Linked DNA regions of Mus musculus: regions 1, 2, 3, 4, 6 and 7 are each linked to region 5. The links are chromatin contacts, called in public Hi-C, HiCAR-type and HiChIP or PLAC-seq maps. All regions are on one chromosome and are shown on one strand. The core of a region is the stretch at or near the end of the contact, and the rest is flanking DNA. Distances in the headings are between cores, read along the strand shown.

Region 1 (3,918 bases), core at 141-2,640, 430 kb before region 5:
AGCACAAAGGCACTGGGATGAGACGTGCCTTATGCTCCAATCACAGTTGGCATTAATGACTCAGAAGAATTCTGTATCATCACCTCCAACCTACCTTCCATGTCCAGGGCAGTCCCCAGTGAGATGGGTAAGAGTCTCCCCCAATGAGTGAAACTCAAAGAGAACTTACAAGGGAATAGAAAGGAGATGCTGGGATGAGTAACTCCTAAATTCTCATAGATTTTCTGGGCTGGGTACCATGAGAAACTGTGGGAAGTCAATGGTATAGCCAAGACTATCGTGTAGAAACTTGGGTATTATTCTGGCTCAAAATAGACCAGTGTAAAATGCTGTGTGCTGTGCTTCAGTTTGGGGGGACAACCCTGAAACAATACCTCCAAATGCACCTGCACTATGACACACTCACCAGCATCAACAAAGTGAAGGTAGTAAGGCATCAGAAGGCATGGTGTGGGCATGGCGGTGCCCACCTGCAATCTCAACACTTGGGAGGTAAAGATGGGAGGAGCAGGAGTGAGTTCAAGGCCAGTATCTCAGCTATATGAGCTACACCAGACTGTGTCAAAACAAACAATCAACCAGAAAGTGAAAAGGGGGGAAAAACATAAATTTTTCTTTCCAATATTTAAACAGCAATACAAACTTTCAGTGATGCTGCGTACATTCCATAATGGTATCATCTGTAGAACTGGTGCCTAATACAAAACAGAATTTAAGCAGCTCATTCTACTCCATCTTGCTCCCAAGTGTTTGAGGCAGGTTCCAAAAACCCAAGATGAAAACAAAAGGCAAGAATCCTACCAAAGAGAAGATAGATGTGGAGTGAACAGGAAAAAATGAAAATCAAGAAGAAGGTTTCCTGGGCTGACTGAAACTAATGAGAAAAAAACCCAAGGTGAGACTCATTCACTTAGAGTCGTGTGTGTGTGTGTGTGTGTGTGTGTGTGTGTGTGTGTGTGTGTGTGTGTGTGTGTTGCATGTATATAGGTACATGTATATGGAGACCCAAATGCCATATGTCTTCTTGATCATTCTCCATTCTGTGGAGTTTTGAGGTAAGCCTGGTCTACAAATGAAGGCCAGCCAGAATAATACGTGAGAGTCTGTCTTTAATGGGGCTGTGAGTAGGAGGTAGGGTTATATCCACTACTTGAGCCGATTTCCTCCTAGCTTTCACTTAAAATTTTTATTAATGAATGTTCCTTTTAAAACACAGACATACAACACACACTTCCAAATACACCTCATATCCTCATTTTTGTTGTTCAAATGTGCTAGGCATTGCAACTCATTAAAAAAAAAAAGGAAACTGTACCTTTAAGAAACTCAGCTCATAAACACCAGGCTTTGGAAACCAGGGTTCAGCAAAGAGGAGCCAATAAAAACCCTGTAACTTGAAACCAACCCACACAGCATAGGAAGAAAGGAGCCCAGCAGCGCCCAGTTTGCAGGACAAGAAGCTAATTGACCGGAATGTCTGCTGCATAAGCTATAAACTAAGTACATAAAGAACAATATGAACATACAGTTAAACAAAAAGGCCAAACTCTCCAACACCACACTGTGCACTAAACAAGCGGGATGATTGTTTGAGGAGCCGCCGGAGGAAGAAGGGATAATTAGCGTCCTTGTGAATCAAGTGTCTGCCAGGAAAAGGTCTCCATCCATGGAGTGGCCCTGGAGCAATGGCACCTTTTGCCCTTAAGAGTCAAGCTGGGAGTTAGGGGGATGGTTCAGGCAGAAAGAAGGACCTAGCAAATCCATAGCACCTAACCCGTGGTGTGGGAGTGAGGCCCAGATCCCAGCACTGAGACAGGACACACAGAGCTCACTGGCCAGCTAGTCTAACTGAATGGTGAACTCTAGCCCTATGAGATACTCAGGCTCAGAAAATAAGGTCAGAGAGCCACTAAGGAAGACACCCAACATGGACCTTGGGCATCTACACAGGCACACAGGCAGGAGACACATACACAGAGCCAAGGTTGGGTTTGCAGGACCGTTTATTGACAACCATGAAGAAGGTAAACATTCTTCAGGCAAAGTGTGTGAGTAGAGCCTCACACTCTACTGTGGCCACCTCTCCTTCTGGAACACACAGTCTTCAGGTTTCACCAGCTGCCACTTTCTATGACCAGGAAGGGTCATTTTCTCTCATTTATTGCCTCACTGGCTTGGGATAGAACAGTCTGTGCCAAAGGGGTGGGGGAGGGACCAAAGCATCCACCCAAGTCACCATGACACAAAGAGAGCCTACAACAAAATAGCATGTCCATGAGAGTTTATCCAGGGCTCAGAGAAATGGGACCTCAGATCTGCCTCATTCTCTCACTGAACATGGAAGTGGGTAATCTTCACCTTTCTGGTGCCTCCTGTAGTCTCCAGAAGAAGCTGCAAGGTAGAGAAGTGGGTACCTCAGGACCCAGAGTTTGCAGATCCAAGTTCAAATCCCCACCCTCCCTGAAGAGCAGTGTCCCCAAGCCCCTCATTTACATGGCTTTCCTTTTTGATCACGCTATCCTGCTCCAGCACAGTTGAAAGCACAAAGAAGAGACTTTTAATTTTAAGGCTCTGAATTTGACACAGATGTGAGCCTATTACTTCATCTATGATACTCAGAAAATGCCAGGACAGTCTCCTTGCTATGCAAGGGATGCAGACAGACAATCAGAAGGTGCAGTACCCCACTGAGAACTCACAGGCTAGCTGGAGTCAGACTATACAGGTTGAGTGATAACGCCGGGGAAGTCGTATGTCACTGGAGATAATGAGTCTAAATGTTATTATTTGATTCACTCAATTCTTCTGCACTCAGGAAACTCCACTGGGTTCTACCCAGAAGGTTCACAGCCTCCAAAACAATAACAACAGATCACAAGAGTGGCACCTCCCAACCCCACCAAGGGGATTCTCGGAGACAGAGGGTTGAGAAGAATTCCCTCCTGGGCTTTAGTTACTCTATGAATTTAAGCTATGGGGATAGCTACAGCCCAAAGGAAATCAAGTCTGCAGTGACAGGAGAACTTGCTACGGCCTTTGAAGTGCATTCTAAAAAGGAAAAACATGGGAGCTGTGACTTGAGTCAGAAACCCCTAGGCTCTGATCCCCAAGCCCATGAACCTGAGCCCCGACTGCTCAGCAATATGAATAATGGGTTTTTATCTGCCAGGCCCAGCACTAACCCTTTAAACAAAATTTCTTCCAGTTCATGTTTAAAGCAGCCCTACAGGAAAAATAATTTCTTTCTCTCTCTTGCATGACATCAAGTGATGAGCTTGAAGTTTGAGCAGCTGAGAGGTGAGACGCACTCTGAATCCACACTAGTTTTTATCCCGTCTCGATCACTTATTTGTTTGGGCTGTATCCAATTTACACTCATAACATCTTGAAAATCACACATATAATCTTTGCCAAAGAACCAAAGATACCATGGATCCCCATACTCTGGGAATTCACAGATAACATTTAAAAAATGTAATCCAATATACAATTCTCCAGAAAGGCTTCATGAATTTTTTTTAAAGTATGACAGAAGTCTAGAATAGCCCAGACAGCTCCAATGAGTGCTACATACATACATACATATATACATACACACTTTGGGGGGGGGGGGAATGGCCTACTGTCAAGCTTAACCGCCTGATTGAAATTGAGACACCTTCAAATTGTCCTCTGACTTATACACATGACTGTGGCATGCATACCACCCCTCATAAATACACATTCAGTTGTGCAAAATAAATATATAGCAAATATCCCAGAAGGAAGATGGGTAGTTCCAGGTCTAGCTTTCTATCTAAGCACTCTCACTCCCTCAAGGTCATAAAGATTCGGTACAACGTTTTTCTGAGAGATCCTACTTAGCCCTACAACCCATTTTTAACTATATTCTGTATATGGAATGTAAGATAAGATTCT
Region 2 (3,771 bases), core at 1,044-3,543, 470 kb before region 5:
TTGGAGACAGGGTTTCTTTGTATAACCTTGGCTGTCCTGGAACTCACTCTGTAGACCAGGCTGACCTCGAACTCAGAATTCCGCCTGCCTCTGCCTCCCAAGTGCTGGGGTTAAAGGTGTGTGCCACCACTGCCCAGCCACACAGTTTTTTTGGTTTTTTTTTTTTTGTTTTTGTTTTTTTTTTTAAATTACCATCTGAGGTTTCCATTCAGGTCCCAACCCCAGCCCCACCCCCACCATCACTCCCACCCCATATGCCTATGGAGAACACACACACAGTGGAGAGATAGTTTGTAACATCAGAGATGGAAATACAAAATTGGTATCTGTAGACTTCTTTGTACATTGTTAATTCATTAGCCTAGAGAACTAGAATCAGAGTGAGAACTTGAGCAAGCCCCGGGGTCGTTACATACATGTAGAGAGTACAGCACCTCTGGTTAAAAAGCAAGATCTAGAAAGTTCCTTTAGCCTTCCAACTGCTCAGCCAGTGCAGCTCAAAGCCAGCCACCATCAGCCACACATGCGAGCCAGCGAGCAAGCATGCTGTCCACTGCAGCGCGCATAGCCTATGCTCCTTCCTACCTAGTCATACGATGTCAGGCATCCTGGTTTGTATTTTTAATGTTGAAGGGTTGTGGGGGAGGGGTATCAGCATTCAGCACCAAGAACAGGCACTGTTTTGTTGTGGAACAAAACCACAAATGTAGTAAGTGGGTGGGGGAAGGATGCAAGAGAATAACAACAATAGGATCATAAACTAAGTTTTACTATGAATAAATAGTAAATAAAGACCTTCCCAAGGGGCTCTGAATTACCCCATTTCAGAGAAGTAAATGCCAGGCACACTAAACTGGAGCAGGAAAAGCAACTCGGAATTTAAAATGATCAGTGCCTTAATTTTTAAATTTGTATTTAGTTATTTCTTACTGTGGATGGTTCTTGGTTATAAATGGTGCCCCATATTTAAAAAAAAAAAAAAGCTCAACATGAAGCAGGCTTGATTATCTTATCTTCAAGACCATCGTTAGGTTTTGTCTTATTGTTTTGTTTTTGCCTGTGGCCATATCTGCAGATTTCTTTATTTCTCTCTTTTCTGTGTTTATTTTGTTTTTTGAGATAAGGTTTCTCTGTGTAACAGAGCCCTGGCTGTCCTAGACTGGCTCTGTGAACCAAGCTGGCCTGGAACTCATAGATATCCACCTGCCTCTGCCTCTTGAGTGCTGGGATTAAAGGCATGCACCACCATGCCAGCGCTCTCTTCTGTATTTTTGAGATGGTATCTCATTATAAATTTGTAGCCATGCTCCCTGCCTCTTTTCTTTTTTTTTTTTTTTTTTTTTTTTTTTTAAGATTTATTTATTTATTATATGTAAGTACACTGTAGTTGTCTTCAGATACACCAGAAGAGGGCACCAGATCTCATTACGGGTGGTTGTGAGCCACCATGTGGTTGCTGGGATTTGAACTTCAGACCTTCGGAAGAGCAGTCGGGTGCCCTTACCCACTGAGCCATCTCACCAGCCCCTCCCTGCCTCTTTTCTACGGGGATCACAGGTATAAGCCACAGTGTCTGGTTTAGCTTTCTCTACTAAGGAGACCCACTAAAAAAACAGCATATCAGACAATGTGGAAGACAATTTGTGTTGAAGGAGATACATATAAAAATGTATTTTCTCAAATTACTATTATTTATCTTATGTATATGTGTGTTTTGCTGGCAGAGGCCAGAAAATGGCATTGGATCCCCTGGAACTCAAGTTATAGACAATTGTGAGGTGCTATAAGGATTCTGAGAATTAAACCAGGGTTCTCTGGGCCATCTCTCCAGCCCTTTTTAAAAAAAAAAAAGATACATTAATTTTTTTTTTTAAAAATCCAAAACCATAAATTAGAATCAGTGCTAAATGTATTATAAAAGTCATTTCACAACAACTGGAGACAATTTCATCCTTTTCAGTTATTTTTATTTTATTTTATTTTTAAGGTTATACTAGACTATCCATTAGCTGATTCTCAAATTGCTACAGGACAGTTATTAGAAGATTTTTTTTTTCTTTTTCTTTTTCTTTTCTTCTTTTAATTGCATTTCTGTGCTGAAGTTATTGAGATCAGCTCTCTGCTGCGACTGCGATTGCGTTGTTACTGGGAAACTTGCACACACTCGCGCACACACAGAGTTTAACGTGAGGCCCGTACAAAAACAGAGAGATTAGACACAAAGAAATGTAAACAGCCCTCACATGCTAGGAAGCTAGGTTACAAGAATCCCAGCGCCAGGCATTCACCAGTCACCATGGAAAACAGGAAGTGAGGTGCATAGCAACCACGAGCCAAAAAGCAGAAAAGCGCATACCTTCAGCTTGGAATGAAAATCACGAGATTTCCTTCTGGCAAGAACCTGAATGTGACTAGACACCTGCAGGGTAGGGGAAGGGAGGAAAACAAAGGAAAAGCCTGTAACCATGGAGATGAAAAGCCCCCTACAACTGGGCAAGCCAGACGTACCTTAATGGCGGCTTGAATTTCTCGAACTTTCTTTCTTGCTAAGACCTGTATATGACTAGACACCTACATTTTTCGGGTTTATGCGGGGGAAACAAAACGAGAAAAAAAGAAAACAAAAAAAAACAAAAACAAAAACAAAAAAAGGAAATCAAATATAAAATCGCTATTCCTTGGGAGGGGTGGGGTAGGGGAGGTTATTTGCATCTCAACGAAGCTCTGCAGTTAGGAACATACAGTCCCAGCCAGACACCAAGCCCCCAGCACCTCTCTAAAGCTCTATGGACAGGGTCCTCGTGGCAGTGACTTGATTCAGAACTTTAGGCAGGCTCGTCTCCATGTTCCCACCCAGAGAGATGAGAGGTGGGTGCTGGGAAAAACCTTATTTGGAGAGCCATAAGAAGAGAGAGGAGGGATGCTTTCTTTATGAAATTTTTAAAAAGGCGGGGGTAGAGATAAATTAAAATATTTACAGCATCTCAGTATCGGGAGAGAAAGAAAATTCCCCTTCCTCAATTTAGAGAGGACTGTCCATAAATTAGCATGCTCTACAGAATCAAAGCTGAGGCTGTGAGCTGGATTCTGATCTCCTGGAGGACTCTAGATTCTGTGGCAAATGCTGAAATAATACCGGCACATAAATTAGATCTCAAAGAAAAATGGGACCCAGTTAGCAGAGCCTCCCCGCCCACCCCAACCCCTTAAAATGTCTTTAATCCTTCCACACTTTTGGGAATCGCCTGGGAGCCAAGTGGATCTGCATATTATTACAAAAAGAGATGTGTGAATACAACCAGCCAGCCAGTTAAAAATCTGGTCTGAAAAACCACTCAGCTTTGCTGAACAACACTAGAGTGGTGTCGCCAACTGTGGCCAACAGGCACCCCGAGGGTGATGCTGGGTGTGGAAAAACTGCCAGACAGGCCTCTAACACAGTGATTCCACTGGGCAAGCAAAACCGCATCGATTTCAGTGGGACTTGATTACATTTAGAAGATCCCCCCGTGAAGGGGTCACTGGGCAAGTGAGCAGAGCGTGCTGGCCAACAGGCCAGTTCAGCACTTGAGATGGAAGGAGAGCGCGGTGTCTGCATTGGGAGACTCTGAACCTTCCCATTACAAGTTCAGTGACTTGGGCTTTGTGGCAGTCACCTCATTTCTAACTCTCCAGTGACTCCAGATTATTAAAGATCTTTTGGTAGTCAAATGTCTTTTGAGTTTCGATAATTCCCTTTCTTCCCGTTTCCAGGGAAGCAGGGCTCCCCCA
Region 3 (3,829 bases), core at 118-2,617, 510 kb before region 5:
GGCTGGCTTTTTCCCAGGTAAACAAAGCAGGATGCTTCCCTGGTTTGTGAGTTCCATGACACATCTGGCATATAAGGTGTAACTACTCAGACAGATACAAACCCACCACTCTCCACAAGTCATGAGCAGAGACACATTATGGAATTTCCTCCAGAAACCAACAAAAAAGAAGTTACTAACACGCTGAGTGGATTAAAGGCTCCAAGATCTGTTTGTAGGCAAGTTCTGGAAAGCAGGGTAGGGGCAGAGGCAGGTGTCAAAGGCAGGTCAAACAAACAAAAATATACCAACAAAAATATACCGCTGGGGCTGGGGATGTAACCCAGTCGGGAGAGTGCTCGACTACTATGCATGAGGATTTAGGTTTAGTCTTTTGCCTTCATAAACCAGGAATGTTGGCACATGCCTATAATCTACACATGGGATGCAAAAGCAAGAGGATCAGGAGTTCAAAGCCAGCCTTTGCTACATGAGACACTTAAGGCATGGCTTCTCCTCATTGTCCTCTTATTCAATATACCTATTTATTCAAAGCTATGGTTCACTGTTCAATTTCATGGATTAGGGGTTGGGGGGGAGACCTGTGCTTTGGGGCAAACATGAAAAATGCAATTATCAGTCCAGTGTGGTAGTCCATGCCTTTAATCCCAGCTCCTGGGAGGCAGAGGCAAGTGGATCTCTGTGAGTTCAAGGCCAGCCTGGTTTACAAAGAGAGTTCCAGGACAGTCAGACTGTTACACTGAGAAACCCTGTCTTGGGTAGGGAGAAAAAAAAAATCTTTAAAATGAAGCCTGGTCTAGGTGTGTGGGATCCAGACCCTGAAGAGGGGACAGGGCAAAGGGCCAAGGACAGAGAAACTGTCCCTGCAAACCCTGTGGCCTCTGGAGAACTGGCTACAAGGGAGCTGACAGCCCACATAGAAAGGACACTTGGCGGTGTCACAGGCTAACAAGGCAAAGCTTGCTGGGTGAGTAAGGAGAGAACCCCTAAGGTAAAGACATAAAGGGGCAGGGGCAGCCTGTGGACATACCCTTCCAACTTATCTCCCTTCATTTTTGAGTGTGCAGAGGGCTGGGCAGGAATTATGAGGTTATAGAAATGAAAACCATCCAGGACTGTCCTTGACAAGAGCCAGTGTAATGGGAACTGATGGATGGGCCGTTTTCAAACCACCACTTTGAATCTCCCCTCTGCATCCTCTCTGAGCCATGATCAAAGGACCAAGATTTCAAATTGTGAAGCAATTTTTTCCCAATGGCAGCATCTGGCTGCTTGGCAGGCGGCACCAGGAGCTGGGCCTTGCTGTGGGCGGCTGTCCAGGCCTGCCACATGGTGAGGCTAGGCCAGGCAGGGCACGCCTTGCGGGCTTTGCAGCTGCTCCCACAGGCGCCAAAGGACAATTGCTCTGCACAGGGCAAAGGGGCCCTGAGAGACTGAGCTTAACTAGGGAGCGAGGGGGTAGGTTTGGAGAGAGCTGGCAGCCCCAGAGCCCTCCCACACTGCTTCATTTGCATGCCCACCCCACAGGATTCAGGGGTCTGGGCAGGGGAGGCCTGCGTTGTGCTGGACACCGCTCCAGTTAGACAGCCTGCCTATGGGGACAGGGAAGGAAGGGGCTGCCAGCAGGGAAGTGGGCCCCTGAGTGCAGCCATTCACTGGAGTCTGTGTGCCCTGACACAACACCACTGAAGCAGAGGCCACAGCTGTTTTAAATAAGAATAACAGGAATAAACTCAGCCAGCCTAGCTCTTCAACTTACTTCCCACTAATTATGGCATATATTTACATCCACAAAATAGACGATTTTTAAAAACACCACCGGGACCCTTTATTGTGCAGACTGCACACCCCCATTTGAATTTCATAAACATTCAGTACTTCAAAGAATCTTAAAAGCTTGCTCTAATTACAATAAGCCTCGTCTGAAAAGGCTGTCTGTTTGCATTGCAAATTTCCCACCAATGCAAGTATTCATTTACAAAAATGCAATTAATATTACCCACACAACTCCAGGTAAGGACCCACTGTAGGCTTCAGGCTGGAACTGTCATAGACTCAAGGTCTTAGCCCTACCAACTAAGTCTCTGTTCAGACTGCTTGCTTTCCAACTGAGCCAGGTAATGAAGTCCTGGGCGTCCAGCGGAGGTGGCCTGACCTTACCTAGTTCATCAGTGTACAAAGAATGCTGCCACTTTCCCAGGTTGTTGCTTATTTAAGAGGGACATTCCATCCATGAAATGTCCCTCTTAAATAAGCAACAACCACCAGGCAACCAATCACACACAGTGAAATAACAGCTGTACGTGAATAAGCTATAGGTTACCCAGTGAAACCTGCATGGCAGATACACATCACCAGTACTTTGGTACACAAGCGTTCCAGTGATCTCATAGACACTAGCTCTGGGATTTAAATTTAAATGGGAAGGCCTCAGTGTTAGTTACTCCCCCAATAATTCTACTAATGCTAATGAGTCATCTTTACTAAAAAGAACAAAAACTAAGACATATCCTCAAATGCTGACTGCTGTAAGAAAATGTCCTAATTGTATACAAATACTGTATCCATCCATGTACAACCCTCAGACTGGGTTGACAGGTAACTGGGCCTAGAGTCTGTCTCACATTTTATATCGTATTCTTTTATCTTCTTGAATTACTTGTAACTAACTTGTATTACTTTCAAAAGATTATAATTTTTATTCTTTTCCTGACTGTGTGCATGCACGACTGCGTACATGAGTGCAGGTGTACAGGGAAGCCAGGGGTGTTTGATCTGTGGGAGCTGGAGCTACGGGTGGTGCTGAGTCACCGACTGGGTGTTGGGATCTGAACTCTGGTTCTCTGGAGAAGCAGTTCATGCTTTCAACTGCTACGCTCCAAGCCGCCTTCTCTCTAGCCCCCTACTTTTAAATGTGAGACAGAGTGGTGATAATGGATCTTGATTGAGCATCCAACAGACTAGAGGGTTCCTTTGTGACTAAGGGTGTCAACTCGGTTTTAATGGAACTACAAACAAGAACAAAAAACAAAACAAGTGTGGGAAGGACATTGCCCCTCTGTCTGTCCCTGTCTGTCCCTCTGTTCAGTGGCAGCTCTCCTAAGACAGTGATAATGTTTAAACACACACAGGAATGGCTGCACCCTGTCCTCAGTTTTGCTAGCAAACACAGCCCAATGATCCAGGAGAGAACGCAGTTGAGGACTGGCCAGCAGCTGGCAGAGGGATTCTCCCAGCGTGCTCTAGGCAACTCCCAAAGGAAGAGATTCTATGTGGCTTCTACAGGTCAGATAACTGACTCACCTTTTCTCAGGTTCACAGAATTCTCTGACATCTGTATGGTTCCCAAATTAACCTCACTTTTTAAATTCCTTTAAAAAGTGGTTATGCAGGCATGGTGTTATATAGCTTTAATCCCAGCATTTGGGAGGCAGAAGAAGGCAGATAGATCTTCATGAGTTCAAGGCTAGACTAATCTACATAGTGAGTTCTAGGGCAGTCAAGGTTACATGATAATTAATTATGTAAAATTAAGTGAGCATGAACATATTGTTATTTATAGTGAAAAAAGCATTATTTAAAAATATAGTAAAGGGGCTGGAGAATAGAGGATCTTGTTTGAACTTCCAGCACCCACGTGGCAGCTCACAACTATCTATAACTCCAATTTCAAGGACCTGGAACACCCCACACAGACATATCTACAGGCAAAACACCAATGCACATAAAATAAAAATAAATGAATCTTTAAAAAAAAAAGGAAATAGGGTAATACATATCTTAGTTCCTAAGATGTAACTATTTACAATGATGTGGAAGGAAAACAACT
Region 4 (3,965 bases), core at 843-3,342, 350 kb after region 5:
GGAAATAAAGCATAACATCCAGAAGGAAAAAAAAGTTAGGTTCATCTGATAAGGGAGATCTCCTCAGATAATCGAGAGTTCAATCGTCCCGGAGGTGAAACTAGCATTGCAATATCAGTTTTTAAAACAACAGGTAAGTTTGTGCAAAGCAGGATATGTGCACATCTCTATCAGGACTTCTACAAACCGAGTCATTAATATAATATTATGCAGGGTTGTACTTGTTGTTCTATTTTCTAAATGTTGGAAATTAAGGGTTAATTTTGTTTCTTAAGATTGGAAACCAGCACCAAAGGAAATGAAGGTTAGCTTTCTCGTAAAACCTATTCCTTCCTTCCTTGTTACTTAGTACAAAGTTCAAAATGCCGGACTGGACCATAGGAGGACTCACATTCCCGACTTCCTAACTCTCAGTTGTTGAAACTGTTCCAGAGGCAAGATCTTTAGTTCGTGCTTATCTGCTGTACTGAGACTTAGAGATGTCTGACAGATAAAATACTGACACACACACAACTCAGCCTTAAACAGCAAACAGGCACTCCACTGAGTTTGATAGCACACACTTTTAATCCCAGCATCGGGGGAGACAGACAGGGAAACCTCTTAAGAATTTCCAGGCCAGCTTATCTACAAGTGAGTTCCAAGCCAGCCAAGTCTGTACTTCAAAGTCCACATAGTAAGATCCTACCTCAAAACGGCAAAACAAAACCCTAAAAATCAACTTATTATCCATCTAAGGAAAGATGGGAAATTTTAACTATTCAGGTACAAAATAAAGTCACTTTGCATTGTGCCAGGGGTTGTCTGTGTAGCAACAAATTGCTACAATTAAAAAACAAACAAACAAAACCTAAACATTTAGGAATCCGAAATGATCGTGTATAAATATCAAGATCCTACCATCCTAATTTCAACTTAACACTTGGCATCTATTTAAGGTATATGAGATATAAAAGTCCAAAGCATTAAGCCTGACGACCAGCAGTTAAAAATACATGTTTGAATATGCTGAGGATATTTATAAAGCCAACGGACTATTAATATGTCGAAATCCACTGGCCAGTGCAGGATTCTACCTTTAATCTTCTACTACTGACTGTTCAAGGGAAGCCAAGAAGTCCGGGAGTCTTATGTCACTCGCTTTTAAGAATTTAAGTCACCCAAGTTGGCAACACCAGAAAAAGACCAAAATTACACACAAAAACAACGTTTCGTCTCTCCATATGGTGAAATTAACTCGGCTATCTCTTACCCTCCCGTTCAAGCCCCACTTAACTACTTTTTCAACGATCCTGGGTAGGCCCCATTTAGGCTGGCCGATAGTACTACGAAGTAACAGGAGGGGGAATGGAGGCTGGGGGGAGGGGGGTGGGGAGACCGACAACTCTTTAACAGTTAAGTCTGCCCTCCCACAGATCTCAACTTAGGTGTCGATTTCACAAGCCCCGTAAGCTATACGCTGTCAAACCCCAGAAGCAGCACCGTCACCCCGTCCTGCCCACGGGCAACTGTTCCAGAATGTTTTCTTTGAAACGATCTCTCTTAACTCTCTCGGCTCGACGTGTGTGAAGTCTGGACTTCAAAGGCCACTTTCTCTCCGCAATACTCCCCCCCACCCCCGGGAGCAGAACCCAACTCCTCGGGTCCAGTCTTTGATGCGTTAGCCCCTCGCAGCCGGAGCTCTCCCTCGGCTACGTGGCCCCGGGAACCAGCGGTCTCCAACTGCCCGCCGCGCCCACCGTCCACCCGGCCCCACGCCTGCCCGGCCCTAGCCTTGCCTCCCGCTCGGGGCCTGCACGACTTCGAGCGGACCGCAGGCTTCGGGCCTAGTCTGGCCCGCCGGCCCCTCACCTCCTTCGGGACCAGTTGGTTCTCCTCGCCGGGCACCATCGCTCAGACTCCGACCGCTCGTCTCCGCCCTGCCTGCGGGGGCCTGGTGGAGGTGGCGGCGGCTGTGTCTCAGGAGAGAACGGCAGCGACAGTCATCCTCCCAGCCGCCTGCGCTCCAGCAACTGAGGAGGCCTCCGCTCAGGCCTTAGACACCAGCGCGCAGACACCGACCCAGGGCGCCGCCGCCGTCGCCGCTGCTGCCGCCGCCGCTGCCGCCGCCGCCGCCGCCCCTCCCCCGGCCCGCGGCAATCAATGGAAAAATGGCGGCCGCCGCTCTCGCGAGAATTCAACGCAGTGGGCGCGCGGCCCGGCGTCTGGCGCCTGGGGTATGCAGGCGGCCGTCGTGAGCTCGGGATCTTCTCACCTCTTGCTCAGCCCCGGGGTACGCCGCGCTACGCTGGTTGAGAGCCGGTGTAGGCGCTTTTCACTACGGGGAAGCCGGTCCTCCCATCCTCCGGCTCCCTCTGTCGGCCGAGGGAGGGACGAGGCCCCTGCGTCACGAACGAGCTCCAGTTCAAAGCCCCCCTTTCAGCCCTGCAGTCCCCAGACTCTTTCCTGGTCTCCAGCGACCCCGCTGCAGCCCCACTTGAGGAACCTTTGGCCTCGAGCTGGTAAACAACGCGCCTTGTAGAGAAATCGCCTTTCTGGCTTTCGCCCTCAAGGCTCTGGTCCTCGTCTGTCATGTTTTCGTGGCCGCCCCACTCTCCTTAGGGACCTCGGTGCCCATCAGCTAGCCCCTGGAGCCCCTTAAAGAGGGGTCACTACACTTAGAGGTGCTCCCCTGCACCCTTCTGGGTGGCTTGCTGTCATCCTCCTACAGGGCCAAGTCTGAGGGAGCCTTTTGAGAGCAGAGCTGTGGTGCGCTTCAACCTGTGCTGTCCTTTTGAATATGTTTTTTTTTGTAATCTCCCCAGACGGTAAATACCATGTGTTTGACCAAACAAATCTCCTATTAGTCATTTTCCTTCACCGCACTCCTTCCATTATGAAGACCCAGTGAGACGTCTTTCATGAAGACTTTTGGCAAACTAGTCCTCTTACAGCCTGCTGAGTTAATTCCATTGTGCCATGTACCCAGCATCCACAGCGCCAACTCCTTTACCTATGCTATTGGTTCGCCAAACTTGTTACTATTGAACACCCCACACCCAAGAAAAGCTCTCTATACAGTTATGTAAGATTTATTAGAATTCTGCTATTTGTGGCACTGTAAAACATCTACAAATTCTAAAAATTATAGCAAAGACAGACATTTAAAATAAACGAGATTTTAAGTAGTAATGGTATAAAAAAATCCATTAACCCTACTGAAAATATTTAGTGAACGCACTCTGATTGACTAGGTTTCATTAGTTTTTTAAAAGCTAATTCTTTGTGAAACACTTATTAAAATATCTGATTCAGTGTTCAGGTTATTTCTGTACTTGGCTTTAATAGCTGTCATAAGCTGAAAAAGGTAACCCACAAAGATTTTGATCCTAATGGAAGAAGTGCATTTTCAACTACTATTACTAATACAATGCTCATTTTTATCTGTTTCAGCTTCCAGCCATACAAAGGGTTTTGTTGAAATTCAGCTACTAATTTTCCATCTTTCCTAATGTCAACTAGAATTTTTATGTTTTAACAGGTGGGCTGCAGTGGTGAAGGACTTTCCAAGCATACAGAGCGTTCCGAATTCAATCCCTACCTCCTTCTCCCAGAACAGTCAAATACCTTCTCCCAAAACAATCAACAAAATAAAAACAAAAATCCAAGTAGACTAAAAATTCTTTAAATACACTACTCAGATTTCTGAAAAGGCCAAAAAAGTCTGTCTTCATGTTTAAGCATACATATGATGAGTTTGGGAAGAGTGTTTAATTTTTTTTATTTTTTATTTTGTGTGTATCAGAGTGTACATGAACCACAACCATGCAGCTCACAGATGTTGGAAGAGGCACCAGATGCTCTGGGATTGGTGTTATGGGCAGTTGTGAGTCACTTGGGTCCTCTGTAAGAGCAACAAGTGCTCTTAACTACTGAGCCATCTCTTCAGCCTTAATATGTAAATGTTTGAAACTTCATCATAGACT
Region 5 (3,733 bases), core at 427-2,926:
CTCTCTCTCTCTCTCTCACACACACACACACACACACACACACACACACACACACTTATATTCTAGTGCAAGCTGCTATCTTCTTGCCTTGGTCACAATGGCATAGAACCAAAAGCAGAGGTGGGGTGGGGTTGGGATCTAGTCCAGTTTCTGGGACAGAACCAAGCACCCGTCTCTCAGTTTCCCTTTCTCATTTCAAACTTGGAGCTCATAGCTGCTACAGCTCTGTGAAACTACAGAATCTTAAGGTGCTGGGATTTCCGAGTAGAGGGAGAGGAATGGAGAGTTCCCAAATCCCTCGGCAATGATTACAGCCAGCAGTGGAAATCAAGTCAAGCTAACAGTTTTCCTTGCCCTTGGATTCCAGGCTAGGCCAGAGAAGATACCATGTAAGGAATGAGCGAGACTGCCCTCCCCCACCCCTCCCCCTGCCCATGACTCACTGGACTGGAATCTTCTTCTCCAGTTCTGGTATTTGCTTGGAGTTGGAGACTGGAGGCTATGGGCCCGCTGCAGAGCTGAGGAGGGAGTAAGAGACCATTAGCTGTGTAGGGGAGGAATTTGTCTCCCATGGCTTACTCACCAAAAGTTAGCAGGAAGATGCTTAGGATGGGCGGAGACACTTCTTATCATAGTGTACTTCTCTGACCCCCCTCCCATTATTCATTAATTCATTCATTCATTTACTCACTCACTCATTCATACACACGTCCATAAAATAATTATATAGGAGGCTGGGGAGATGGTTTGATTCCCTGCAACCCAGATGAAATGCTGGGAGCAGGAAGGAAAGCCTTCCCCAGGAAAGGGCACATTAATGAGTTGCCCAGTGCTAACTGGTCAGGCCTGGAGACACATACTAGTAACACTATATAAACAAGACAGGTTATTTTTAGAAATATATCTGTATGATACAAATACATATATGCATGCAATAGCAATTAAGGAAAAAGGCCATGATTTCAAGTAGAGGAGGGAGAACTGTCTAGGAGAGTCTGGAGGGAGGGAAAGAAAAGGAGAAATGTTGTAATTAGATTCCAATCTCAAAAAGTAACCTGGCTGTAGAGGCATGTGTCTGTAATGGCGGTAGTCCTACAGTGAGATGGGAGAATAGAAACATCAGGAGAGACCCTGCCCCAATAAAGTAGAAAGTGAGAACTGACTCCTGGAAGTTGGGTTCCTGCGGAAGCACTTTTGCAGGGCCCTGTGTGCTTCCCCTCTGCCTGGCTGGGCCTTGAGCACAGGCACTGGCCGCCCCGAACCTCAGAACAGATGTGGCATCCAGCTGCATCCTGTTCCTGTGCAGGGCTCTCAGGCACGGGCCCCCGTGCTTCCATCATAGAGAAAGGAGGGGCGTGAGCGCACATGTGAGGGGCAGAAGGTAGAACTGGGAGGTATGGGGGAGGAAGAGACCCCCAGGAGGGGTCTGGGTGTGGGAGAATGAACAGGGAAGGTTCGAACACAGAACTCTTTGGATCCAACACCTCTCCAGTGAATGTTCTCTCACCTCACTTAGACATCAGCCCACCCCTGTGAGATCCCACCCCTGTGAGATCCCACCCCTGTGAGCTGACTTGAGCACTGCCATGCCAGCCACTACCTGGGTTTCCTTTCTCAGGACCAGAACCTTCAGCTCCTTAGGGTCTCTGCTTTAACCTCAGTGGGATAGTGGAACTGATGGCTCAAGTGCCCCACTGGTGGTAATAGGCCACGTAGGCATAGTTTCACCATAGTGAGGTCATAATATAATAAGAGTCCTAGGTCAGAGGCCCGGCTCCATGGGTTCTGTGAAGCTTGGGTCGAGACATGTCCCAGGAGGCTCAGGTATTTGAATGCTTGGGCACTGAGAGGGCTGGACTCGGAGAATGTATAGCCTCACCCTTCTTCCCGTTCACTTTCTGCTTTGTGTTTGCTATTGGAGAGGTGAGCTCCCAGCTTCTTGCTCTGGCCGCCACCGCTGCTTGCCGCCTGCTGTCAGGCCTCCGTGCCATGCTGGACTCTCATCCCTCTGGAACCGTAAGCCCAAATAAATCCATCCTTTTCTAAGTTTGTCCTGGCCATGGTGTTTTACCCATATGTCAAGCTTTTCCCAGAGAAAGTGAGCAGACGCCATTGTGAAAATGCAGGTTAAGTATTTTAAACACCACAAAGCAAGCATTTGAGCCCATCTCTGGAGTGCTGATGTGAGCTCTGGGTTTAATAGACAAAGATCTGGGTCAGGAGGCAAGAGAACAAAGTCCAGGTGGGGCTGGTTAATCAGTGTTTTGTTCTGGCTCTGCACAGTGACTAGAAGAAACATCTTAGTGCTTGAGAGAACAGGCCACGCCCTTCTCATGATCATGGAGGCTGGGGGTGGGCTGTGTGCGATCTCATCACCGTGACCGTTTGCCATGCTCTGCTGCTCTGAAATCTAAGGAGTGACTGTAGGTTAGAACAGTGACTGGAAACCTGTAGACTTCTTTGGGGGCCTGGAACAGGACTCTATAAGGGCTAAAAGTAAGCCAGGATCACTCTCTTCTTTATGCCTTCAACCTTGGCAGGTGGGAGAGATGGGGCGGGTATCACTTAGTTCAACACAGACGCTTCTGAAGTGATTGACACTCAGGAGTCTGGCCCAAAGCTTGGACAAAGACAGAAGCAAATTCAGGTAGAAAGGCCGGGTTTCCTTGCTCTGTATCAGCCTGTGGGCCCAAGTGAGCAGCAGCATTGGTCTCCTAATTTTGAGATTATAATATAAGCACATCATCTCTCCCTTCCCTTTCCGCCCTCTGGACTGTCCCATGTTCCTGTCCTTGCTCTCTTTCAAATTCATGGCCTCGGTTTTCCCCCAATAATTGTTGTTACACACACACACACACACACACACACACACATTCCTAAATATAACCTGCTCTGTTTGTATATTACTCGTATGTGTGTTTTCAGGGCAATGGGGTCTTGTGTTCTTCCCACTCTTTCTTCCCCTCTCAGCACGCCTTAGTTGACTCCAGTTCTTTGTGTAGGGTTGAGTCCACATGGGCTTTCCCCCCACCCACGTTGGCATGTGGATGTCCTAACTCGGCTTCCGTTTAGGTAGTCATGTTGGTGAGACTTCATGGATGTAGCATCTGACATGACTAGGAAACACAATCTCATTGAAAACATCCCAGTTCTCTGGATCTTACAATCTTCCTGCTCCCTCTGGATTCAGCACTTTTCAGCAAAAGAATCTGTCTGTCTGTCTGTCTGTCTCTTTCTGACTCTGTCTCTGTCTCTCCCCCCGCCCCTTTTTTCTTTCTCTTCCTTTGTGTTTGATATGGTCTCACTATGTAGCGCTGGCTGGCCTGTATCTTGCTGTGTAGACCAGGATGACCTCAGGCTAGCAGCAACCCTCCACCCTCTGCTTATCAAGTGCTGAGAATACAGGTTTGCATACCCACATCGGGCAAAAGAAATGTCTAAGTAACGTTTACAGCAATGGTTTATTGAGCAGTGTCAAACAGCACAAAGCTTAGCTGAGTCCCTTCTCTCAAGCTTGCACTCTGTGTGTACTACTACATAGTAGTATGTTTGCATGTAGGTTTTATGTTCGTTTTTAAAAATGTGTATGAGTATTTGCTTGTATGTATGCCTGTGTACCATGTGCATGCCTGGTGCCCTCAGAGTCCAGAAGATGTGTCATAGTCCCTGGAGCTGGCAGTACAGGCAGTTGTGAGCCACCATCTGAGGGCTGGATCCTCTGCAAGTGCTCTTA
Region 6 (3,517 bases), core at 610-3,109, 400 kb after region 5:
ACTCATATGACAATTGTATGTGGGAACCAAAGGCTTGGGAGAAGAGACTGGAGATGTGGTCAGTGAAGGCCTTATGTAATGTAAGATCTGTTGATATTATCTGCTGAGTGTTTCTAGAGGATCTCTGTATTCCAAGGCTTTTTCTCTTGCATCAGAGAGATGGGGGCGGCACAGGGTCGTCATCATGACTTCCAAGGTAATGTCTACAGTTTCCCAACTCCTCTCTTTACCTTTGATTTTTGTTCCCCTTAGATCATATTCTCATTTTTTAAAACACAAGTGTGTTGTGACACTTCCTGCTTAAAAATGTTTGAAAAGTTCTTAGTTGTTTGCAAGATAAAGTCAGTCACTAACTATGGCTCCCAGGGCATCTTGCGTCTACATTAGCTTCTTGTCTCATTATCTAGGAATGTACAGCTGACCACGGGCCTCTATGAATATCTCATTTCTCTTAAAACTAACTGTTCTCTTACTTTCCCTGTTGCCTTAGAAAGACTGGCATTTAGAAGCTATGTGATCTTGGGATATTACTTCTGAAACTTTGTTTCCTAATAATCGTAATTTATCACTGGGCAGGGTAAAGGTTTAATATTTTGTATATAAAGCCTGCTGACCACATCTTCAGCCTCCTCTCCTATGCCTTAGACTCCTACGTACAATTGTCATGTGAGCGACATATATCTATATCTAATCTATATATATATAAACTCTGTCTACTTTATCAGCAATTTTGATGCGTACAACAATATTGTTGGGTAGTACAGGCGATGGGAATAATGGATTTCTGCTCATTTTTAGACTAGCTTGCTTTAATGGGAAGTAACCAGATCTGATTAAAAAATTCCAACTTCCAGTTTTTGACCGTTTGATCTTCTGTTTTAGATTATTCTCTGTGCTATCCAGAAGCCTTGAGAATGGAACTATTCCTATCCCAGGACTTTCAAGTATACAGAGATAAGATAGCAACTTGTTTCCAGACCCCACCCTGGCTCTGCTCTGGATGAAGGACTAGTGGGGATTGCCTATCGTTCTCATGAGTTTAGACTTTGGAGGTTCCCTCTGTCTTTGCACAATCTTGAACTTTCCCTGAACCCAGGTTCCAGGGACAAGCTGGAGCCTTTTGATGGAGGCCTCTGGGTACAGAAGTAGCTTGAGAAACAGAGACGAATGGAGTCTGACAAGCGAGTAATTTGGCACCAGTTATCGTTTTTCATCATGGTAGAGAGGTTCAGTCTCCACCTAGCATCTTGTAGCCTGGCCTGTGACGATGGGTAATGGCATGTTCTTACCTTTCAGGGTGTGGTGGGAAATACTAGAAAACGAGTTTGGTACCAGTGGGGTGGCTTATCCTAGAGTGCGCCCCACAGGACTGTATCAGGACAGCCTCTGGCTAGACCATCCAGGGACCTGGGTGAGCCAGGTCGCCTGCTGTGGGTGGTTATTTGAATGTACTTTAAAGGCTTAGTTGCTCTGACCTCTGTTAAGTAGTTTGGCAGTCATATATCAAAAGAGTCCTTAACAATTAAGCTAAGAATCAGGCAGGAGGCACATGCCTTTAATCGTAGCATTTGGGAGAGCGAGTTCCACCACAGCAGGAGAAACCCTGTCTCAAAAAAACCCCAAACCAAACCAAACCAAGAAAAACAAACCAAACCAAACCAAACCAAACCAAACCAAACCAAACCAAACCAAACCAAACCAAACCAAAACAGAAAAATCAAGCTAAGAAGTAGCTGCCCCATACTAGGGTCTGTGTTAAGTTTGTCAAATACCAAGGTGAATCATGGTCCAGCAGAAACTCACATCTAGTGTGGATTATAAGATGTACAGACAAACAGCTGAATCACTGCAGAAAGCCACATTGACTCACACACATGACATCATGTGCAGGAAGTTCGGAGGAGGGAGACACACTCATGACTGACTCAGCACCTGAGGCAAAGTTTTGGAGAGAACATCTGAACGAAGCTTGATAGGATTAGAGGTGCAGGAGGGATAGCTTGGGGGCTGTTAGGAGGAATGCCAAAGTGTATGCAGAACTTCTGGAAGTTTTGTTTCATAGACATCAGGAAGGTGGACTAGGGTAGATCTTTACCTGTGTAAGGAGTTTAAACTGGATTCTTTGTGTCTGTGGTGAATGTGTTATGCATTTGTGTGTGTTTGTGTGTGTGCATGCTTGTGCATGTGTGTGCATGTGTGGGTTTGTGTGTGCATGTACATGTTTGTGTGGGTGCTTTCATGTGTGTGTGTGTGTGTGTGTGAGAGAGAGAGAGAGAGAAAGAGAGAGAGAGAGAGAGAGAGAGAGAGAGAGAGAGAGAGAGAGAGAGAGAGAGAGAGAAACTATGGAGTTTGAGAAAGCAAGAATCTCTCATTTAGATTTAAATCTCTTATTTAGTCTGGAGCTCACTAAATAAGCTAAGCTAGTTGTCCAACAAGCCCCAGGGACCTGCCTGTCTCTTCCCCGAAGCATTAGGAGTACAAGCACAGCCCACAAGCCTTGCTTTTCCACATAGGTTCTGGAGACCAAACTCAAGTCTTCAAGAGAGCTGTTTCCAAGTCCTGGACTTGAGATCAGCAACCTGAGTGGATGGGTGTCCTAGAGAGGGTTAGTTATAGGATGGGTGAGGGAAGGGCAGGATGCTCAGCATCCATTAGTACTGTTGAATCAGGATGATCAGTGAGAAGGAACCCTAGAGAAATGTCTTGGAGTAAAATTAATAAGCTGATTATTAAAAGGATCAAAAGGCAGAACTTAATGAAGTGCATGAAGTTCCCAAGCCTGGGTGCTAGGTAGACTGAGGACACACTTGGGAAGAACAGGGGCAAATCATATTTGGAAGGAGAAGCTCCATTCTGGACAGACGTTTGAAGAACATAATGTTTGGGTAGAAGTTCAGAGTTGGCCTGCGGGAGGAAATGGCTGTGAGGGAGAGTCCACAGGCTCCTTAGACTGGGTTGAGAAAAAGTAGTGCACTTTGGTAAGACTTCAGAGGGGGAAGGCAAGTAAGTGAGTTGGTTGCAGAGAATTAGTAAGAGGCAACAGTGACTTAGTGATTGGGACCCGATAGACCAGTTTAATTTCTGGTTCTGCCATTTCCTTTTTATGTGTGGCCTTGAACAAGTTACTTAACTTTGAAAAAACCTGTTTTCTCATCTGTAAGATGGGGGAAAACACTTTGTTCCAAGGGAGTTGTGAATGTTGAATTAGATGCTATTTGAAAGATGCTTGGTCTATAAATGATTCATAAAAACTAGTTGTTCAAAATGTTACCACTAGTAATGGAAAAGTATTGGGCATTAAAGTTGGCATTGGCCTGTCAGGAAGTGGAGGAAGAGGAGTGAGGAGGGGTGACAGGAGAAAGCCTCGGAAGAGGTTTCTGGGTTGTGGTGGCGCAGCCGTTGGAGTCCAGGTAACTTCTGTTATCTTCTGCCCTAAGAAGCTGATGTGGCCAAGGTTAGAGGAGACAGACATCTTTGACTTTGGAATGGGAATCTGTCAGCTGGCTAGGCTGATAAC
Region 7 (3,879 bases), core at 70-2,569, 350 kb before region 5:
AGTTCCTTGGAGACAGGCCTGCATGTTCTGCTCACAGCCTAAGCCTGTCTCCCAGCCCGGTGGGAGCTCAGCTGATTATTGTGGGCATGCATGGGTTAGATAAGTGAATAGTATCCTCAGAGTCGCTCCATCTGTAAGATCCCCATAGCTCCTTCTGGCTCAGTTAGGATAACATGTTCATGTCTGTGTTGCTGGCACAGGAGACAGGTGCAACTGGACGCTGACACTTGGCCCTCTGCAACTGATTCAGTACTTAAGTATACTTTACAATGCATTTCTCAGACCCATAGCAGACTTTCAGCTTTCCCCCATACCCATTGGTTCTAAGGGGTCACGGTCTGTAGTCCAGCCCAGGCTGATCTCGAACACAGGACAATCCACCTGCCTAAACCACATGAACTGCAGGTACGCTTAAAAGGTAACTTTTAAGTATCTTGTGGTTTCCAGCTAGCCTACAGAACTATAGAAATATACCATAAATATATATAGATATATAGATAATCTCATCTAATTCTTAAACTGCAATGGTCAGCCATTTATGAATGTTTTATTTCATCCTTAGAATATCAGTGTCATGGAAAGATCTTAAGGTCAAGTTTTGGACATTTGGCTTTCAAGGTCAGTACCTTCCCTTGTGATTACAGACACATTATTTTAATCTCTACCCATCTCCATTTCCTCATCTCTAGAATGAGGAATAAAACAAATCCAACTCACAAAACGTTTCAATGTCAGAATATCCCAACTGGAAAGTCAAGAGAATAGTCATTTTAGTCCACATGCCTCCAACTTAGAAAATGCAGTTTTCCTGAATTAAGTAGCAGTTATTAGATAAACTGCTATAGTAACTGTTATGTCAGAGTAGGTGACAGAATGTCACTCATGATAAACAAGGCCACCACCAAAGCCCAGACCCAGAGACACAAAGGCCAGAGGAACCCCAGATACACTTGCAGGCTGAGAGCAAATGGGCTGCAAACGTTGGGGCCTCCTAGGCAGGCCTCACCACGTGATTCACGATAGGACCCCAAGAGAGGTGGTTGTGAGCATGGTGTCTGCGGCAACAGAAATGAGCCAACCTGGAGAGTGAGCAGGGAGGGGAGGCTAGGAGTTCCCCTTCCAAAAAGGGCAAGAGGAGCCCTGCCCCAGTCCAGCCAGTCGGGCCAGGCAGCCCACAGGGAGCTTCCCGCCTTTTTCTTCTTCTTTCTTCTGCATGAACTTTCCCAAACCAGCTCTGCCTGTTTCACGCAGGAACCCGGCTTGCGAGTGCACATTTTATTATTTCAGAAGAAAGCATCTGCAGCCGGCTAGTGAGTCATCTGTAAGCCTTGTCAATCTGCCAGCAGCCTGCTCCTCTTCATTACAAACGTAAAGATAAAAGCCCTCACTGCATTAGCCGCCATCCGCCTCCACAGACAGCACAAATAAATTAATTGTGCCTCATCGCAAACAGCGGAGAGGTGTGCAGGAGGGGGGATGGGCTCCGTGTTTCATTAACAAATTAAATAGCAACAGAGCCACCGCACACCCGGCTACACTGCCAACTTTAGATTCTCCCACCAGGCAAGCACCCGGCCAGCATCACCCAGGTAGAGCGGCCACCATTAAGTGAGGGAGGAGTGAGGGAGGGTTGGAGGAGAGGGCGGCACTGTGAGGCCAGACCTAACCTTGGCATCCCCAGTGCAAGCCTGGAGCCCAGTCACCGAGTGCCCGTCAGACGCTGAGTGCTGCTGTGGCAAGCCCCCCCCCCCTTGCAGGGGGTGTTTCCACAGTTCTCCCCAGGCAAATAAGCAAACCAGTTCTGGGGCCCTGGTATGCATGGCCCAGTGAGAGAGCCTGTCATCAAGGCGACGCTGTCATACTGAGGATAGCAAACATTCCAGAAAGAACAGGGTGAGTCAAGACCAACTTGAAAAACACGTCAGACTCCCCCATACTACCAGCTAGGATTACACCCTCAAACACACCTCTCTGAGATTTCCTGCTTTAGTCACAGGCTATTTGTTACAATGCCGCGATTCTCTTCTCAGTCTATAGTACATCATTTAGGAAAGCTGCGTTGTGAGAGAGTTGAAGGCGTGTGACTAAAAACCATTCCTTTTATGTTTTTATCTCCAAAGACACAAACATAGTGCATGGGGGTGGGGACAGGAAATGGGAGCGGGGCGGGGGGGTGGGGGGAGAACAAAGAGAAGTCTAAAAAGAAGAGGAAAAGACCCCCAACTCTCCGAATGTCACCCTATTAACTCGTGACCTGTAAGGAAGTTAAGATCACAAACAGCTAATCCAACCATAAAATATGTCCAAAGTATTTATTATACAGATGGACATTTGGGCTCAGTTGTTAATTTAGTTGGTTTGTATTTTATCTGTAAAATCCCGGAATCTAAAAAATTCTACATAGGGGGAAAAAAAATTGACCTGAGCTAGCTAGCTAGGAGCTGCCCATAAAAAGCAAAGGAAATAAAAGCTTAAGAAGAAGAATAAGTCAAGCCATATGCAACCTTTCCACGATCCAAGAAAGAACTGAACACGTGCACCCCTGACCCAAGCCTTTGTAAAACACTCAGCATCTGCAGTGGGCCACAATGTTGCAGCACAGTGGAGCTCCAGACACTCCTCTGGAAAACAACTTAGGAGTCAGTAGCCATTGAGAACTAAAAAAATTCTTTTGTCTTTTAACTCATCAAATCCTGCTTCTGGAAACTGACCCTAAGAAAATAATCTACAATCACAGTAAGTCTGCATCTCAAAGTATCATTTATTAACATCATAAAATCGGGGGGGGGGGGAGGGGGAGGAGAGACATCTAAATACCCAACAACAAAGAACTGGGAAAGTAAACTCAGTCAGTCTGTAGGATGCAGGGTGAGACCATCAAAAGTCATCCTGAGAAAGACAGCCATGAGAAAAGCATTTGCTTACGGTCTCTGTGGTGGCAAGCCTACAGATACATGACAAAGCACTTCAGTGTGGGGGTCTACTGGTTATTTTAAAAGAGCTCTCTTTTTTTTCTGCTCTTTTGTTTTGCTTCCTTTATTGTTATTAGAGATTTTTTTTGTTGTCATGATAGTTATTATTTTGGTTTTTTTGTTTGTTTGTTTTGTGAAATAAGGAAAAAAATGTAGGGTATAGAGACAACTGCTTTGCTCACATTTAAAGGAGAATCAACACCAATGGCGCACGGGAAGGGGGTAGTCGACAGACCACACTTAATCCTGGAGCCTGTGTCCTAGCTTTGCCCCCAGTGACATGTGTGACTCCCAGCAAGAAGCTTGAAGAAGAAAAGGTGACTGAGAAGAGGGTTAGAACTGTCTTTAGGCCGGGTGTGGTGGCGCACGCCTTTAACCCCAACGCTCGGGAGGCAGAGGCAGGCGAATTTCTGAGTTCGAGGCCAACCTGGTCTACAAAGTGAGTTCCAGGACAGCCAGGGCTATACAGAGAAACCCTGTCTCTCAAAAAAAAAAAAAAAAAGAACTGCCTTTAGGCAGGCTGTCTGCAAGAGGCTATGAGGTGACAGCAATATCCAGAGATGGTCCACACTGACCACTGCAGTGTCTCATTCCAAGGCCACTCTCCTCTTTGGAAAACAGTTTCTCCCTCAGTAAAAGGAAGAGGTTCCAGCACTGTCTCCAGGTCAGTCCTCTGTTAGAGCAGGGTAAAGGTGAGCATGTTAAAGTGAGGGTCCACAGCCTGCCTTTAAACGAGCTCTCCAGGCAACTCTCACACACACACCAAGGAGCACGGGGGAGCACTGAAGAGCGAGGAGCATGGGGACGGGGCCAACAGCTTCCAAGTCCCAATATCCACACTCCTATGCCCATCTCCCCACCCACATCAAACTGCAGAGGAGGGGTGGGGGCTTTACTCAGAGGCTGG

The links. A called contact is a pair of places that touch in the nucleus more often than the background predicts. HiCAR-type assays count read pairs that join an accessible place to other places. HiChIP or PLAC-seq counts read pairs in DNA pulled down with a chosen protein or histone mark.
Region 1: a contact with region 5 is called in a HiCAR-type map of embryonic stem cells, with 10 times the contacts expected there. The contact joins the enhancer-like site here to the promoter of Micalcl in region 5. A contact is called at or near these places in 3 of 39 promoter capture datasets (the 3T3-L1 cell line, liver and stem cell-derived epiblast-like cells), 1 of 15 datasets of contacts at CTCF or cohesin (the NIH/3T3 cell line), 4 of 484 Hi-C or Micro-C datasets (the N1E-115 cell line, embryonic stem cells, muscle stem cells and 1 more), 5 of 115 datasets of contacts at active chromatin or transcription factors (the NIH/3T3 cell line, embryonic basal ganglia, embryonic stem cells and 2 more) and 1 of 9 other capture datasets (liver).
Region 2: an H3K4me3 HiChIP or PLAC-seq map of embryonic stem cells shows a contact between it and region 5, with 16 read pairs. The contact joins the enhancer-like site here to the promoter of Micalcl in region 5. A contact is called at or near these places in 3 of 39 promoter capture datasets (3T3-L1-derived adipocytes, liver and trophoblast stem cells), 4 of 484 Hi-C or Micro-C datasets (cerebral cortex, liver, nephron progenitors and 1 more), 11 of 115 datasets of contacts at active chromatin or transcription factors (embryonic basal ganglia, embryonic forebrain, embryonic hindbrain and 4 more) and 3 of 9 other capture datasets (adipose tissue, macrophages and pancreatic islet).
Region 3: an H3K4me3 HiChIP or PLAC-seq map of embryonic basal ganglia shows a contact between it and region 5, with 8 times the contacts expected there. The contact joins the enhancer-like site here to the promoter of Micalcl in region 5. A contact is called at or near these places in 14 of 39 promoter capture datasets (the C10 cell line, cranial neural crest, embryonic stem cells and 8 more), 34 of 484 Hi-C or Micro-C datasets (the C2C12 cell line, LSK cells, the P5424 cell line and 16 more), 10 of 115 datasets of contacts at active chromatin or transcription factors (the NIH/3T3 cell line, VIP interneurons, astrocytes and 7 more) and 3 of 9 other capture datasets (adipose tissue, macrophages and pancreatic islet).
Region 4: a FOXA1 HiChIP or PLAC-seq map of pancreatic cancer cells shows a contact between it and region 5. The contact joins the promoter of Usp47 here to the promoter of Micalcl in region 5. A contact is called at or near these places in 10 of 39 promoter capture datasets (the 3T3-L1 cell line, embryonic stem cells, frontonasal cranial neural crest and 5 more), 1 of 484 Hi-C or Micro-C datasets (the HL-1 cell line), 10 of 115 datasets of contacts at active chromatin or transcription factors (bone marrow-derived macrophages, craniofacial prominence, embryonic forebrain and 7 more) and 2 of 9 other capture datasets (adipose tissue and macrophages).
Region 6: a contact with region 5 is called in a Hi-C map of embryonic fibroblasts, with 7 times the contacts expected there. The contact joins the enhancer-like site here to the promoter of Micalcl in region 5. A contact is called at or near these places in 7 of 39 promoter capture datasets (the 3T3-L1 cell line, 3T3-L1-derived adipocytes, the HPC-7 cell line and 3 more), 7 of 484 Hi-C or Micro-C datasets (the HL-1 cell line, adipose-derived mesenchymal stem cells, cortical neurons and 2 more), 1 of 115 datasets of contacts at active chromatin or transcription factors (the NIH/3T3 cell line) and 1 of 9 other capture datasets (liver).
Region 7: a contact with region 5 is called in an H3K27ac HiChIP or PLAC-seq map of the NIH/3T3 cell line, with 7 times the contacts expected there. The contact joins the enhancer-like site here to the promoter of Micalcl in region 5. A contact is called at or near these places in 5 of 39 promoter capture datasets (the 3T3-L1 cell line, 3T3-L1-derived adipocytes, liver and 1 more), 2 of 484 Hi-C or Micro-C datasets (the N1E-115 cell line and nephron progenitors), 5 of 115 datasets of contacts at active chromatin or transcription factors (the NIH/3T3 cell line, embryonic basal ganglia, embryonic hindbrain and 2 more) and 2 of 9 other capture datasets (adipose tissue and pancreatic islet).

What each region holds. Positions count from the first base shown.
Region 1 is chr7:112,805,138-112,809,055 of GRCm38.p6, reverse strand. All of the region lies in intron 2 of Tead1 (TEA domain family member 1), which reads right to left. Among named protein-coding and RNA genes, the nearest start is that of Tead1, 130 kb to the right of the region's middle. Within about 2 kb of position 1,390, at least 109 of the 459 cell types and tissues checked have an H3K27ac peak or open chromatin away from gene starts, as enhancers often do. A contact at or near this core is called in the N1E-115 cell line, embryonic stem cells, liver and 3 more, where this site is marked.
Region 2 is chr7:112,840,688-112,844,458 of GRCm38.p6, reverse strand. Tead1 (TEA domain family member 1) reads right to left here. Exons shown (of 13, transcript NM_009346.4): 4 at 2,357-2,419. Among named protein-coding and RNA genes, the nearest start is that of Rassf10, 110 kb to the left of the region's middle. Within about 2 kb of position 2,293, at least 98 of the 459 cell types and tissues checked have an H3K27ac peak or open chromatin away from gene starts, as enhancers often do. A contact at or near this core is called in adipose tissue, cerebral cortex, embryonic forebrain and 5 more, where this site is marked.
Region 3 is chr7:112,881,624-112,885,452 of GRCm38.p6, reverse strand. All of the region lies in intron 10 of Tead1 (TEA domain family member 1), which reads right to left. Among named protein-coding and RNA genes, the nearest start is that of Rassf10, 70 kb to the left of the region's middle. Within about 2 kb of position 1,367, at least 111 of the 459 cell types and tissues checked have an H3K27ac peak or open chromatin away from gene starts, as enhancers often do. A contact at or near this core is called in the C2C12 cell line, VIP interneurons, astrocytes and 8 more, where this site is marked.
Region 4 is chr7:112,021,633-112,025,597 of GRCm38.p6, reverse strand. It overlaps Usp47 (ubiquitin specific peptidase 47), which reads right to left and starts at 2,092. Exons shown (of 29, transcript NM_001357952.1): 1 at 1,852-2,092. The coding sequence starts at 1,890. It also overlaps Gm3960.
Region 5 is chr7:112,372,800-112,376,532 of GRCm38.p6, reverse strand. It overlaps Micalcl (MICAL C-terminal like), which reads right to left and starts at 1,676. Exons shown (of 10, transcript NM_001381862.1): 1 at 1,164-1,676; 2 at 444-518.
Region 6 is chr7:111,974,948-111,978,464 of GRCm38.p6, reverse strand. No RefSeq gene overlaps it. Among named protein-coding and RNA genes, the nearest start is that of Gm33204, 33 kb to the left of the region's middle. Within about 2 kb of position 1,859, at least 51 of the 459 cell types and tissues checked have an H3K27ac peak or open chromatin away from gene starts, as enhancers often do. A contact at or near this core is called in the HL-1 cell line, the NIH/3T3 cell line and embryonic fibroblasts, where this site is marked.
Region 7 is chr7:112,718,266-112,722,144 of GRCm38.p6, reverse strand. All of the region lies in intron 1 of Tead1 (TEA domain family member 1), which reads right to left. Among named protein-coding and RNA genes, the nearest start is that of Tead1, 41 kb to the right of the region's middle. Within about 2 kb of position 1,319, at least 151 of the 459 cell types and tissues checked have an H3K27ac peak or open chromatin away from gene starts, as enhancers often do. A contact at or near this core is called in the N1E-115 cell line, the NIH/3T3 cell line, pancreatic cancer cells and 2 more, where this site is marked.